3 separate regions of the Hordeum vulgare genome follow, and regions 1 and 3 are each linked to region 2. Evidence: chromatin contacts called from public Hi-C data. All regions are on one chromosome and are shown on one strand. Each heading gives the region's core, a stretch centred on a gene start, on an enhancer-like site or on the middle of the called end of the contact. The rest is flanking DNA. Distances are from core to core; before and after follow the strand shown.

What was found. Hi-C and Micro-C count contacts between places; a contact is called where the count stands out from the background.
Region 1: a contact with region 2 is called in a Hi-C map of leaf, with 4 times the contacts expected there. The contact joins the enhancer-like site here to the promoter of LOC123426531 in region 2. A contact is called at or near these places in 2 of 6 Hi-C or Micro-C datasets (leaf and seedling).
Region 3: a Hi-C map of leaf shows a contact between it and region 2, with 2.0 times the contacts expected there. The contact joins the promoter of LOC123430204 here to the promoter of LOC123426531 in region 2. A contact is called at or near these places in 2 of 6 Hi-C or Micro-C datasets (leaf and seedling).

The regions. Positions count from the first base shown.
Region 1 is chr2H:431,490,838-431,495,250 of MorexV3_pseudomolecules_assembly, forward strand. No RefSeq gene overlaps it. Among protein-coding and RNA genes, the nearest start is that of LOC123430204, 100 kb to the right of the region's middle. Within about 2 kb of position 2,969, at least 3 of the 3 cell types and tissues checked have open chromatin away from gene starts, as enhancers often do. A contact at or near this core is called in leaf and seedling, where this site is marked.
Region 2 is chr2H:430,845,364-430,849,910 of MorexV3_pseudomolecules_assembly, forward strand. It overlaps LOC123426531 (splicing factor-like protein 1), which reads left to right and starts at 3,068. Exons shown (of 2, transcript XM_045110370.1): 1 at 3,068-4,547. The coding sequence starts at 3,169.
Region 3 is chr2H:431,592,390-431,596,738 of MorexV3_pseudomolecules_assembly, forward strand. It overlaps LOC123430204 (protein indeterminate-domain 16), which reads right to left and starts at 1,382. Exons shown (of 1, transcript XM_045114092.1): 1 at 446-1,382. The coding sequence starts at 1,178. The coding sequence ends at 633.

The DNA of each region.
Region 1 (4,413 bases), core at 1,719-4,218, 650 kb after region 2:
GCGGCGGCGGCAGGGGGCGGGGGTGGGTCGCCGCGGGAAGGGGGTCGCCGGGGGGGTGGGCTCGCCGGGGGGGTAGGCTCGCCGCGGGGAGGGGATCTCGCCGGCAGGGGTGAGAGTGGTCGGGGTGAGAGAGAGAGAGAGAGACAGTGAGCGAGGTGGGGGGTAACGGCCGTTATAGGGAGGCCCCTTTGCCGTCCGCCCCCCGACGGCAAAGGGACGTAAGGCAGACGGCAAAGGGCCTTACGGCTGACGGCAAAGGCCCGCGGACGGCAAAGGGCCCGGATTTCGGACGCGGCAGGCATGGGGCCCACGCGTCCCCTTTGCCGTCTGCCCTGGGGCTCTTTGCCGTCCGCTGGCAGACGGCAAAGGACCCACACATGGCAAATAGTATTTTTGCCATGTGTCAGTTCTTTGCCGTCTGTATTGTGTCAACTGATGGCAAAGAGGTTCTTTGCCGTCAGCCAGCAGACGGTAAAGAACTGGCTGACGGCAAATTTCTGGATTCCAGTAGTGACTGCACCAGCAAACTGTTCCCAACAATGAAAACCACCTGACTGCTTGAAAGCCTGGTACCAATGTACTGCATTGTCAGATAAGTGCAGAGAAGCTGAAGCCACCTTGAAATTATCACGAATGTGGTACAATTGGAAAAATGCGTCACACTTACCCAGCCACACCCTCACCCCAGATCCATCAAATCTAGGAAAATCCATTTTGGGCATCCACTGTCTTTTTCCCCCAACCTCCTCCCCTGTAACAGGAACAACAGTCTGCACTATGGGTGGGACATCTGATACCTTAACCTGACGCGGAGGAGGGAAAACTCCGAGGCGTGGAGCTGCTCCCAGTATTCCCTCAGATCCATCCGAAGCCGCTGGTGACGAACTCTCCGTTCCCGACTGTTGTTTGGCTCTCTGCCCCACCTGAAACTGCTGCTGTTGCTGCACCTGTTCGAGAGCATCACATGAAAGGTTTACCTTCATCTGAACCTGATCCAGGCGTACCGTGTGCTCGGACAGCTTGGCGTTGAGAGCCGCCAACTGCTCGCAAATTCCGTCCACCAGAGTGAGCTTCCCTTGCGCGGCTCGAATCTCCGCAAACTCCTGCAACATCCGCTCTTGCAGTGCTTCCATCTCGTCCGCGAGGAAGCGCGACTGCGGGTTGGGCTTGAACTTCGCCGTCGTCGCTGCTCTGTCCCCCAAAATCAACCCACCTCAGGTCAGGAATTAGGCGGATCAAACCCTAGGGATGATCTGCAGCCTTCGCCTCGGATTTGCCGGGTACGATTCGGGAGAAAAAAAAATTGGAGTGCGCGGCGGCACGGAGGCTCTGATACCAGATTGTCACGTCCTCTCTGCGGGATGATCGCCGGAGGATGGAACGGTGCTAGGTGGTGACTACGCCGGCGGTGAGGATCGAGCCAGGGAGAATGGAGCAGAGAGAAACGAGAGGTAGAGAGTGCACGCCAGGAGATAGGACACAGGAGAGAGGATGTGGTAGAATATTCTCATTTCAAATTCGATGATCCGCTACAGTACAATGCTCTGCTTTATATATAGCAGGCCCAATGCACACCCCTTTCACCCCCGAGAGGCCCAGCCCAGCATCCCGTACATGCCCGATTCAAATAAGCCATCGCGCGCCAGCCGCCGCCGCCTGATCGCCGGCTCCCTCCTGCTAACTGCCTAACTGACAGTAGTAGTACCAACAGATTGCTGCTAGAAAGTGAAGAACAACATGCCATCTGCGGCGAGTGGCATGGCATGAAGCCAATATCTTTACTGCTGGGAGTGCAAGCAACATAATTAACGTTGATGGTCAAAAGGCTGGGCATATGGTGCTCATTTAGGAATTCTAATATTCTCTTATGATGTATTTGGCCTTTTGCAACCACCATGATGGTTGGGGACACTGATGATCATTCAGGACTTGAAAAGAGGCATAGACAACAAATGAGCAGCATTTTAATTTTATCTCGTGCATTCAGTTATTTCTTGTCTTTATTACATTTATATGGCATTTTATTAATTATGTACATATATATGCTCACCATATCACCGTATGGATGTTTATAAAAAATTGCCGGATCCCATATTGCCCCGTCCCGTACAGGTGCTTCATAGGCCTTATTTGTTTGGGTTTTGCTTCTGTTTTTGTAGGTTTTCCATTTTTGCCAAAAAAGACACAAAATCTTCTAAATATGGGTTTTTTCTTTGGTTTTTGGCTTACAATTCAATATTATTATAAAATGGTATATGCCAAAAGCCGAAGCAAAAAACACCTATTTAGGAGTTTTTTTTCTTTTTTCTTGTCAAAGTGAAAAGGTTGCAAAAGCAGAAGCAAAAGTCCAAACAAACAGGGCTATAGGATGTTATTGGAATTGGTTAGCCAAGAGTCCACGAGATGAAAGGTGTATGCATGTACTATATTAGCCTATGGCTAGCTATGCAACATCAAGTGCGTGAGTTTAATCATCCTTCAAATTATGTCAACTATTCTCAGTAAAACTTGTCATTTTTATTGTTGGCTCTCCAATAAATTGTTGATGGGTGATCACTTTACGGAAGCCCATCTCTGTGCCCTTCCAAACTATGCTGCGGTCTGCAGTTTACACGACACACATCCCATGTTATCACCGGTGCGCTCTGCCCGGCTTCAAGGACCTCATCAGCATATCACTTTACAGTGCTCATGAAGCCCTTTGTGTCACCATCTCTTTGCCAGCAGCAGTGGTTGATCCATCACCTCAAGATTGTGCATTCATGGGACTCAACTTGAGATTCTCTTCATATGGTTGGTTCCTGATTAACCAATCGAGGCTACTGGTTCAGTTCCCACGTCGACGGGTTAGCTTATGGTTTTGCTTGTCTCCATGTGGGTTAGCTAGTTTCTCGTCTCAAGGGCTTGAACCTGCATCGCACATGCGTACATGGGCCCCGTGGGCCGACATATTGTTTGGTGCAAAGCTCATCCACCAGCACATGTGTGGCGGGCCTGTGGGTGGTCACCGTGGTTTCCTCTGTTCATCGTCAAGCGAATCCACACTGATTACATGCCATGTCGCTCTCATGAGCAGCGTACATTGCTATCTTTTCTTTTTTATTCGCTTGCACTAAAACGCTGTCCTCATGCTCCGAAAATCCGTAACTGATCAAGAGCTCATATGCTCCTGAATGAACAGTAAATTTAGATAAATTAGTAGTAAAATATTTAAGAATTCTGATTTTTTTCACATCATATACGGACAAGTTCTCTATGTGCGTGCAAAATTGACAATGTGACATTGGGGGAGCTCATGGGAGAAAAAACAGAAAATTTTCAACCTTTCTCAAACTCTGATTCTTGTTTTCTTTTCGCCCAGAGCTCCTCTGATGCCGCATCGCCACGAAATTCTGCACAAGACTAGAAAACTAGCGCGTCTTTGGTGTTGAAAAAAAATCAAATGTTTTTTATTAATTACTGGTACTTTTTTTACTGATGGTCCTTGTGCACCAAAACGCTGCCCTGGGATTGTTCTTGCATGTTACAACGTGCATCGCCGCTCTGGAAGATGTACTTTCGGCAGCCTCCAGTGAAATGGGATAAATACAAATCATGTCGTCCCCTTGACCATGAGAGCTGCCTCCGTGCTTCACTATGTAGCATGATGCATGGATGGATGTATCTGTTCATGTCAATCTGAATCCAGTCTTTCTCAGCTTCTTCTTTGTTTCTTTCATTTGTCTTTTCAGGGGATATAGGCTGACAGCTGCATGATAGTGAGTGATTATCTGTTTGCTTCTGTGTGGAGAATTCCTAGTTTTGGATCATTTGAGTTGTCATGTTTCCCTTGAATATATATTCCTTATTGTTCATGATCACTGATTCTGGACTTACATGGAGAATCTAACTGCATCGCCGTATACCTTGGTGATGAACAATACCATATCCATTTTTTTTGCTGGGTAAGATTTTTTGGTATTGCAGGGTAAGAAATTAACACAACATTTCAAGAATCGGCTGATAGCTCATATTGATTATGGTTCTATACATGTTGTCGTAAGGGGCCGATTGTTTTTGACCAATTCTGTACTCAACAATATGGTTCTATACATCTTGTCATTCTTTCACTTACCGAAAAGGGTTCTTTAACGTCTCGATTACTTTAGATTGAGATTTTTTTTGCCAGTGTGATAATGAATCCAAGAAATATCGGCTGGTTAGGTGAAGCATATTATGCCGACGTAAAAGTCAAGGGGGCTTTGGGATTCAAGATCTTGAGATTAAATACATCACTCTTTTGAGTAAATGGGTTTACAAACTACTCATACAAAAAGGTGTGTGGCAGGAAATCATTCGTAACAAGTACGCGGGGTCCAAAGTCATTTCTCAAGTTCATTGGAAACCCCGTGATTCCCATTTTTGGAGTGGTGT
Region 2 (4,547 bases), core at 1,818-4,317:
TGCCAGTCATCTTTGAGCAACGGGGTTACTCGTAGCGATGAAACCAGTCTCTCGTAAGCGTACGAGTAATGTCGGTCCAAGCCGCTTCAATCCAACAATACCGCGGAATCAAGAAAAGACTAAGGAGGGCAGCAAAACGCACATCACCGCCCACATAAACTTTTGTGTTCTACTCGAGAATACATCTACGCATGAACCTAGCTCATGATGCCACTGTTGGGGAACGTCGCATGGGAAACAAAAAATTTCCTACGCTCAGGAAGACCTATCATGGTGATGTCCATCTACGAGAGGGGATATTCGATCTACGTACCCTTGTAGATCGCACAACAGAAGCGTTAAGAAACGCGGTTGATGTAGTGGAACGTCCTCACGTCCCTCGATCCGCCCCGCGAACCGTCCCGCGATCCGTCCCATGATCTAGTGCCGAACGGACGGCACCTCCGCGTTCATCACACGTACAGCTCGACGATGATCTCGGCCTTCTTGATCCAGCAAGAGAGACGGAGAGGTAGATGAGTTCTCCGGCAGCGTGACGGCGCTCCGGAGGTTGGTGGTGATCCAATCTCAGCAGGGCTCCGCCCGAGCTCCGTAGAAACGCGATCTAGAGGTAAAACCGTGGAGATATGTGGTCGGGATGCCGTGGCAAAGTTGTCTCAAATCAGCCCTAAAACCTCCGTATACATAGGGGGAAGAGGGGGAGCCTTGTCTTGGGGTCCAAGGACCCTCAAGGAGTTCGGCCGAGCCAAGCGGGGGAGTCCTCCCCTTCCAAACCGAATCCAACTAGGTTTGGAAGGAGGAGTCCTTCCCCCTTTTCCCACCTCCTCTTTTTTTTCTCTTTGATTTCTTCCTATGGCGCATAGGGCCTTCTTGGGCTGTCCCACCAGCCCACTAAGGGCTGGTGCGCCACCCCCAAGGCCTATGGGCTTCCCCGGGGTGGGTTGCCCCCCCGGTGAACACCCGGAACCCATTCGTCATTCCCGGTACATTCCCGGTAACTCCGAAAACCTTCCGATAATCAAATGAGGTCATCCTACATATCAATCTTCGTTTCCGGACCATCCCGGAAACCCCCGAGACGTCCGTTATCTCATCCGGGACTCCGAACAACATTCGGTAACCAACCATATAACTCAAATACGCATAAAACAACGTCGAACCTTAAGTGTGCAGACCCTGCGGGTTCGAGAACTATGTAGACATGACCCGAGTGACTCCTCGGTCAATATCCAATAGCGGGACCTGGATGCCCATATTGGATCCCACATATTCTACGAAGATCTTACCGTTTGAACCTCAGTGCCAAGGATTCATATAATCCCGTATGTCATTCCCTTCGTCCTTCGGTATGTTACTTTCCCGAGATTCGATCGTCGGTATCCGCATACCTGTTTCAATCTCGTTTACCGGCAAGTCTCTTTACTCGTTCCGTAATACAAGATCCCGCAACTTACACTAAGTTACATTGCTTGCAAGGCTTGTGTGTGATGTTGTATTACCGAGTGGGCCCCGAGATACCTCTCCGTCACACGGAGTGACAAATCCCAGTCTCGATCCATACTAACTCAACGAACACCTTCGGAGATACCTGTAGAGCATCTTTATAGTCACCCAGTTACGTTGCGATGTTTGATACACACAAAGCATTCCTCCGGTGTCAGTGAGTTATATGATCTCATGGTCATAGGAACAAATACTTGACACGCAGAAAACAGTAGCAACAAAATGACACGATCAACATGCTACGTCTATTAGTTTGGGTCTAGTCCATCACGTGATTCTCCTAATGACGTGATCCAGTTATCAAGCAACAACACCTTGTTCATAATCAGAAGACCCTGACTATCTTTGATCAACTGGCTAGCCAACTAGAGGCTTGCTAGGGACAGTGTTTTGTCTATGTATCCACACATGTATATAAGTCTTCATTCAATACAATTATAGCATGGATAATAAACGATTATCTTGATACAGGAATTATAATAATAACTATATTTATTATTGCCTCTAGGGCATAATTCCAACAATAGCTTGTGGCGAGTGTAAGCCAACTCCTTATCTCATCTTTTCGACACATGTACTTGTAACGATATCCATTCTTGCGAAATGATGAGATGCGTTTCTATCCCTGTCGAGGCCCTTGCGCCAAAATAAAGATAGGATCACATCTTAACGTTACATAAATGCGAAAGTAAATATTCATGGTTTGAGTAAGGATGAAGGGGTTACTCAAAAGAAGAGAGTAACGATGACGGGGAGAGCCCAAACATAGTTTCCATCTGTATTTAGCTTGTCCACTAATACCAAACGGGACAACCGATAGTAGCAATGTTTGTCTAACCCTTCATCGTCCATGTTAAAATGAGATGCTTAGCATACGACCATCATGTGAAACCAATTGCAGTTGTGGTCACACTTTTGTTACCAATGTTATATACATTGGTATTATTTGGTCTCCTACCCCTGATAACAACACGGCAACCGGAATGCTCCATCATGTATAACTATTGATGCCAAGAACCATACGGTAATTTAGTAGAGTTTAAGAGGAGACGACACACAATGCTTGTAGGAAGAGACAGTCTGAGCATTTGCGATTGCCATAGAAAAACATTTTGATTTGTATTGCCTTTATAGACTGTTCTACACATTTGCAATTGCCATAGATGAACAATTTCATTTCTTATTATCTTTATAAATTGTTTTGCTCCATAACAGCGCACGTGCATCCAACTAGTATGGACCTAAATATAAGACCTTTTAAAAATTCTACTATGAACTACGTACGGAATAAAATGAGTGAACATATACTCTAAAATATGTCTATATATATCCGTATGTAGTCCATAATGTAATCTTTAAAAGGTCTTATATTTAGGAACGGAGGGAGTAGGAGGTACAACACTTCTCCAAGGGGTCTCTCTCTAAAAAAACACTTCTCCAAGGGGTGTGAACCCATTATACATCTGGCCCATGAATTCCCCACCAAAGAGCCCGACTCCTTTTGTCAGTTTTGGCCCAGCACGTTGTCCAGAGTAATCCGATCGAACACAACCGCCTCTCCCCGAAATCGTATCTCCACGGGACAAATCTCCCACGAGTCATAAAACCGAAATCGCGAGAAGCGAATTCCCCACAGCTTTCCTCCTTCTACCAGACGCCGCAGCCATGGCTTCTGCCGAAACCCTAGCCCGTTCCCCATCTCGCGAGCCCTCGTCCGACCCCCCCCGCGATGCCCCCCGCGACGCCTCCTCCGAGCCCCACCACAACGGCTCAGCCAACGCCGCTGGCGACGGCGACTCGTCTTCCCGCCGCCGCCGCCGCAGCCGATGGGAGCAGTCCAACGACGAGTCCGGTGCCAATTCAGGCGGTGAGGGCGGCGCGGGAGGACGGAAGCGGAAGTCGCGCTGGGCCGAGGAGGAGCCCCGCCCGACCATCGCACTTCCGGATTTCATGAAGGACTTCGCCGCCGAGATGGATCCCGAGGTGCACAACCTCAACTCGCGCCTCCTAGAGATTTCGCGCCTGCTGCAGTCGGGGCTACCCCTCGACGACCGCCCTGAGGGCGCCCGCTCGCCGTCCCCTGAGCCGATATATGATAACCTGGGCATCCGCATCAACACCCGCGAATACCGAGCGAGGGAGCGCCTTAACCGCGAGCGGCAGGAGATCATCTCCCAGCTGATCCGCCGGAATCCCGCCTTCAAGCCCCCGGCGGATTACCGCCCACCCAAGCTCCATAAGAAGCTCTACATCCCCATGAAGGAGTACCCTGGGTACAACTTTATTGGACTCATTATTGGGCCCCGTGGCAACACACAGAAGCGGATGGAGAAGGAGACAGGGGCCAAGATCGTAATCCGAGGGAAGGGCAGCGTCAAGGAAGGGAAGTTGTTGCAGAAGAGGGACTTGAAGCCAGATCCCAGTGAGAACGAGGACCTTCATGTGCTTGTCGAGGCTGATACTGAAGAAGCGTTGGAGGCTGCTGCAGGCATGGTGGAGAAGCTGCTTACCCCTGTGGACGAAGTGCTAAATGAGCACAAACGCCAGCAGCTGCGTGAGCTTGCAGCTCTGAATGGAACAATCAGGGATGATGAGTTCTGTAGGACTTGCGGGGAGCCGGGTCACCGGCAGTATGCATGCCCGAACAGGACAACGACTTTTAAGAGCGAGGTGCAGTGTAAGATCTGTGGTGACGGTGGGCACCCGACAATTGATTGTCCAGTGAAGGGTACATCTGGGAAGAAAATGGATGACGAATACCAGAACTTCCTTGCTGAGCTTGGTGGCAGTGCACCTGAGTCGATGAACAAGTCTGGTGGTCCGATGCTGGCTATAACAGGTAGTGGTGGTGGTGGTGGTGGCGGTGGTGGTGGGAGTGGTAGTAACTCACCCTGGGCTGCGGGTAATGGTGCAGCAACAGCAGGAGCCAACGGGCTCAAGAAAGACTATGACGAGACCAATCTTTATATTGGGTACTTGCCACCTATGTTTGATGATTCAGGTCTGATCAACCTATTTTCACAATTTGGGGAGATTGTCATGGC
Region 3 (4,349 bases), core at 132-2,631, 750 kb after region 2:
ATTCTGCTTTTCTCCCCACTGTTCAGCCATTATGAGAAGCCATATACGCAGTGAACAATTTAAGGTGACTGAGACCAGTTTGCAACTTAGCATGCTGACTAGGATGAAATCTGGCTTCTTGCCTGATCTTCCTTGTTCATCTAGGGCAGGCAGTCCACTAGCATGGCCAAAAGGAGCTGAAATCATCCAAACTTGATGGCCAATATTAATTTTTTGTCAGACGTACTGCTGTCACCGCACTAGCTCAACAGTACAGAGGGATCCGTCCAGCCTCTGTCTAGCAAAGAGAGAAATATACTCTTTAATTTACTACAATTAGTTTGGTTTCTGAACTGATCAGTTGTTTACTCCCTTGTTTCTTTAAGGCAGGCTGCTGCAATTAAGCATGCGCCCTCATTCCATAATATTAAAGAACTAATTAAGCATGCATGTACACCCGATGGAGTAAAGAGGAATAACCGTTTCCTTGATGCATGCATCAACCAGGTGATTATCGTCTCATACAGAACGTGACTGGCACTCACAACACAGGAGCTACGAGAGAGAGAGAGAGAGAGAGAGTTACAGCTAGCAATGGCGACCAGCAAGCATCGATCTCCGACCATGTCGGTGCAGTTGGCCGACCAACCTAGTCAAGGATGGAAGCGCTGCATGCAGGCGTGGCAGGTGATCTCGAGCGCGGCGGCGGAGGCGGCGGAGCCGAGCCGCCTGGCGGCGATCTGCTTCATCCGCTCCACCCGCTCCACCTCCTCGCGGGCGCGCTCCCAGATCATCCTCGCGCGCGCGAACTCCCTCTCGGCGAGCTCCAGCTCCCGCTTCGCCAGCTCCCGGACGCGCTCCGCGTAGGCGCGCTCCGCCGACGCCATCCGCGCCTGCTCCGCCGTCTGCTGCTTCACGGCGCGGACGTCCACCGTCACCTGCTGCTGCTGCTGCTGCAGCTGCCTCGCAGCGCTGGCGGCCACGGTCGCCGCCACCCTCCTGCTCTCGTTAGCCGGTGGAGTCGGCGGCGCCGGCCGTGGCAGCTGCAGCAGCTGCTGCTGCCTCGGCCCAATGCTCATGGACAGGTCCAGGTCCAGCTGCTGGTGGTCGCTGCCGGCGCTAACCGGCGCATCCCGGATCACTCGAGCAGCGGCTGCGGGGAGCAGCAGCTGGAGCCCCCTCTCCCCTTGCTCATCCATGGAAGATCGAGACCAAGCAGTCAGGTAGGTATATCTCTTGCTTGCTCGCGTTGCGCTCTGGCTTGTTAGCCTAGCTTAGTTAGGAGGCGTTATGCGTTACGCTGCGTATAGGATTACTATATATGGGTGTTTATACATCTTCCGATCGAGCGAGCGAGCGGGCGAAAGCAAGGAGCATCTAGCTAGCGTGCGCTTTTACCGGAACGCCCCTGGCGTCATCTGCAGCACTAGGCAGTGTGCCTTTGTACAGTCTGCGCATGGGGGGGACATATGTGTGTCCGTGCCACGAGGACGTACCCCTCCTTGGTTTCAGGCCGCAGCAGCTGCTGGTTTGTGCGGACCACAAGGAAATGCACCACATCTCTCGTCGATGCAGCCCTGTCTCTGCAAAATCTCTTGTATGTATCTCGTGGACGTAATTCAGTTTTTTCTTCTTCCGCTTTGCCCGTGCATGCGTACGGCGATACGAGTAGGAGTACAAGGTACTCTACTAGACGCCGCTCAAGGAAGAAAGGGAAGGGAAGGGATCGATGCCGCCGGCCAAATCTGCGATGGGGCATAGCATAGGGATAGGGAGCTCAGGACGTTCTTTCATGGCTGCTTTTGTTCCACATGCTGCATGCCTCGCGCTTTACGGGTTGGCAATGCCACAATAATTCTCGACGTGCATGCACATGTTTAGTTTTCATGGGGCGCGTCTCGGCCTGTGAGGCCTTTATGGTAGGCCTAACTCTGTCCGCTCTGTAAAAATCAAAAGAACAAAGGGATCCATCGAAAAAGAAGGGTGCAAAAACTATTCGCCTACAGGCAATCGGGCTTCTTCGTTGGACCTTCGCTTAATCCCCGCTTTTCCCTTTTGCAGTTCTGCTTACTGCCTTGCGTATTGGGATCCTTAATCAATGCATCGATCCTTATTGTCTTATTGACTCAATCCATCGTCACCTTTAAAAACATGAACTACCTACAAGACTCACAACTAGCTACAAGACAACATGACTTCCCGACTCCCATGTCGCCCCCATGGGCGGTCTGGGAAAAACCCTAGCCGCCGTCGGAGACACCTCCCCTCCGGTCCGTCCTTCCCTCGCCGTCACATGGCGGGACAGACGGTTGGCGTACCCTAAATGAGTATTGTGATCATGTGGACGAAACGGCGGCGCTCGAAACTAGAGATGGTGATGGTCTTCTCTGATGACGGTGGTATGTGACGTCTCCCTCTAACTCCAGACCGGGTTTGATCCAGCTTGGCAGGTGCTACACACGCCGACTCTTGCGGATGTGTCAAGTCATGTCTGTCGTCGGCAGGTGTCACGCATGGGGACTTAAGCGGAAGCATCAAGTCATACCTGCTGCCGATAGGTAATACGCGTAATCAACGTGTGATCGTCGAGATCAGGGATCGGGGAGAACCCCTTTTGTTATTCGGCGAGGAGCTAAAACACTCACAAATTCTCACAGCTTCCTATGAAATGATGATAAAAGTAGTTAGCCAGGTTTAGATTACCCATAGGTGTAATACCCTACTCTTACTTTATGTGCGTTTGTTGGATGTTCAAAAATGAATTACAAGCTCAAGTTGAGTGCTCCCAGCTAATTTGGGAAGTGTTCGGGTGGGTTCCTGGCTACCTCGAGCACACTTCTCTTCTTTCTATATCTAGTTCGTCTCTGAAAGTTTGATATGAAGTTCTTGGGATCTTCCCTCGATGACCATGGATCTCCCCTTATATAGAGTTGAGGGGTTCCACATTGGTCTCTCATGTAAAAATGATACAAAAAGATTATTGTTGGGAAACATGGTAGAAAACAAACAAAATTGCCATACGAATCAAGTTCTTAGGATTACTATGAAGATGCATACAAAGTTAGATCTAATTTATAAAATTTGAGTCGCAACGACAGAAAAACCGGTGTAAATTGTGCTTGAAGTCCCTTGAACCGTCAAACACACAATTCCCTTGAATGAAGAGCGAAACACGGTCTCACTACGGATTGCACCAATACGAGATCGACGGCCTGGCAGCGCTCCGCCGTCCTGAGCTAAGCGTCAGCAAAGAACTAGAGTAGGGAAAATTAGCCTTGCGGCAACTCTCTACTTTTGTGGAGAATTAGAGGGATAGAGGACGCCGACAGTTGCAAGAGAAACATGTGTCTCATAGGATGTGTGTATTGGAAAAATACATCCTACTATCATGGGATAGTTACCCCATATGTCCCGTATACTATTATGTGATAGTATATATACAAATTTAACATTCTAAATATGTTCATATACTATATCTAATATATTTCAAAGCAATAATACAAAAAATTAGATGTGAGTCCATAGTTTTTTGTATATTTTGAAAACATCTTCTTATTTGTACGTATAAAATAATATGCTTAAAATAGTACATACTATCAAAAATATCATACATATCACCCAAATATTTTTATATACTACATATTATATGTACATACTATTGGTTTGGACAAATACTACATAAAACATACAAAGCTCACGTGAGGGTAACTACCACCGATGATAGGAAACATTCGGAACATGGTTGTGTACTCTTGGGAGTAACGTACTCCCGCTCCACATAAAACACATAGATGAATCTTTTATACCTTTTTATTGTTTTTAATAGATCTCAATAATAATTCCTGGATACCTTAGAGTGATTTTCATGAAAAATGACATCCAAGATCACAAATTTTATTTTATTTGCAAGTAAGCTGGATTATTGTATGTAAAAGTTATATATTGTATAAACCAATGGTGTCAATGATATTTTTTTGTGAAACTTGTATTGAGGTATATTAGAATAATTAATAATTTATATTGAGAATGATAAAGAGGTATAATATGCTTGTTTAATAGGTATATTTGAATGTGGGAGTACACACTCCTAGTAGTATATAAAGATATTTGAATGTATGTGTATGTGTGTGTGTGTAGGAGGGAGGCATGCCTACTTGAACTCCTCTCTTGGGCGCCGAACAAGGAGGAGGAGGTGTTGATACGTCCCAAGCGTATCTATAATTTTTTCTTGTTCCATGATCTTTTGGATGACATTGTTATACGTTTTGCTACACTTCTATATCTTTTTACACATATTTGGACTAACCTACTAACTCAGTGCACCCAATGCCAGTTTCTGTCTGCTGATGTCTTTTTTGCACGGGCTTTTA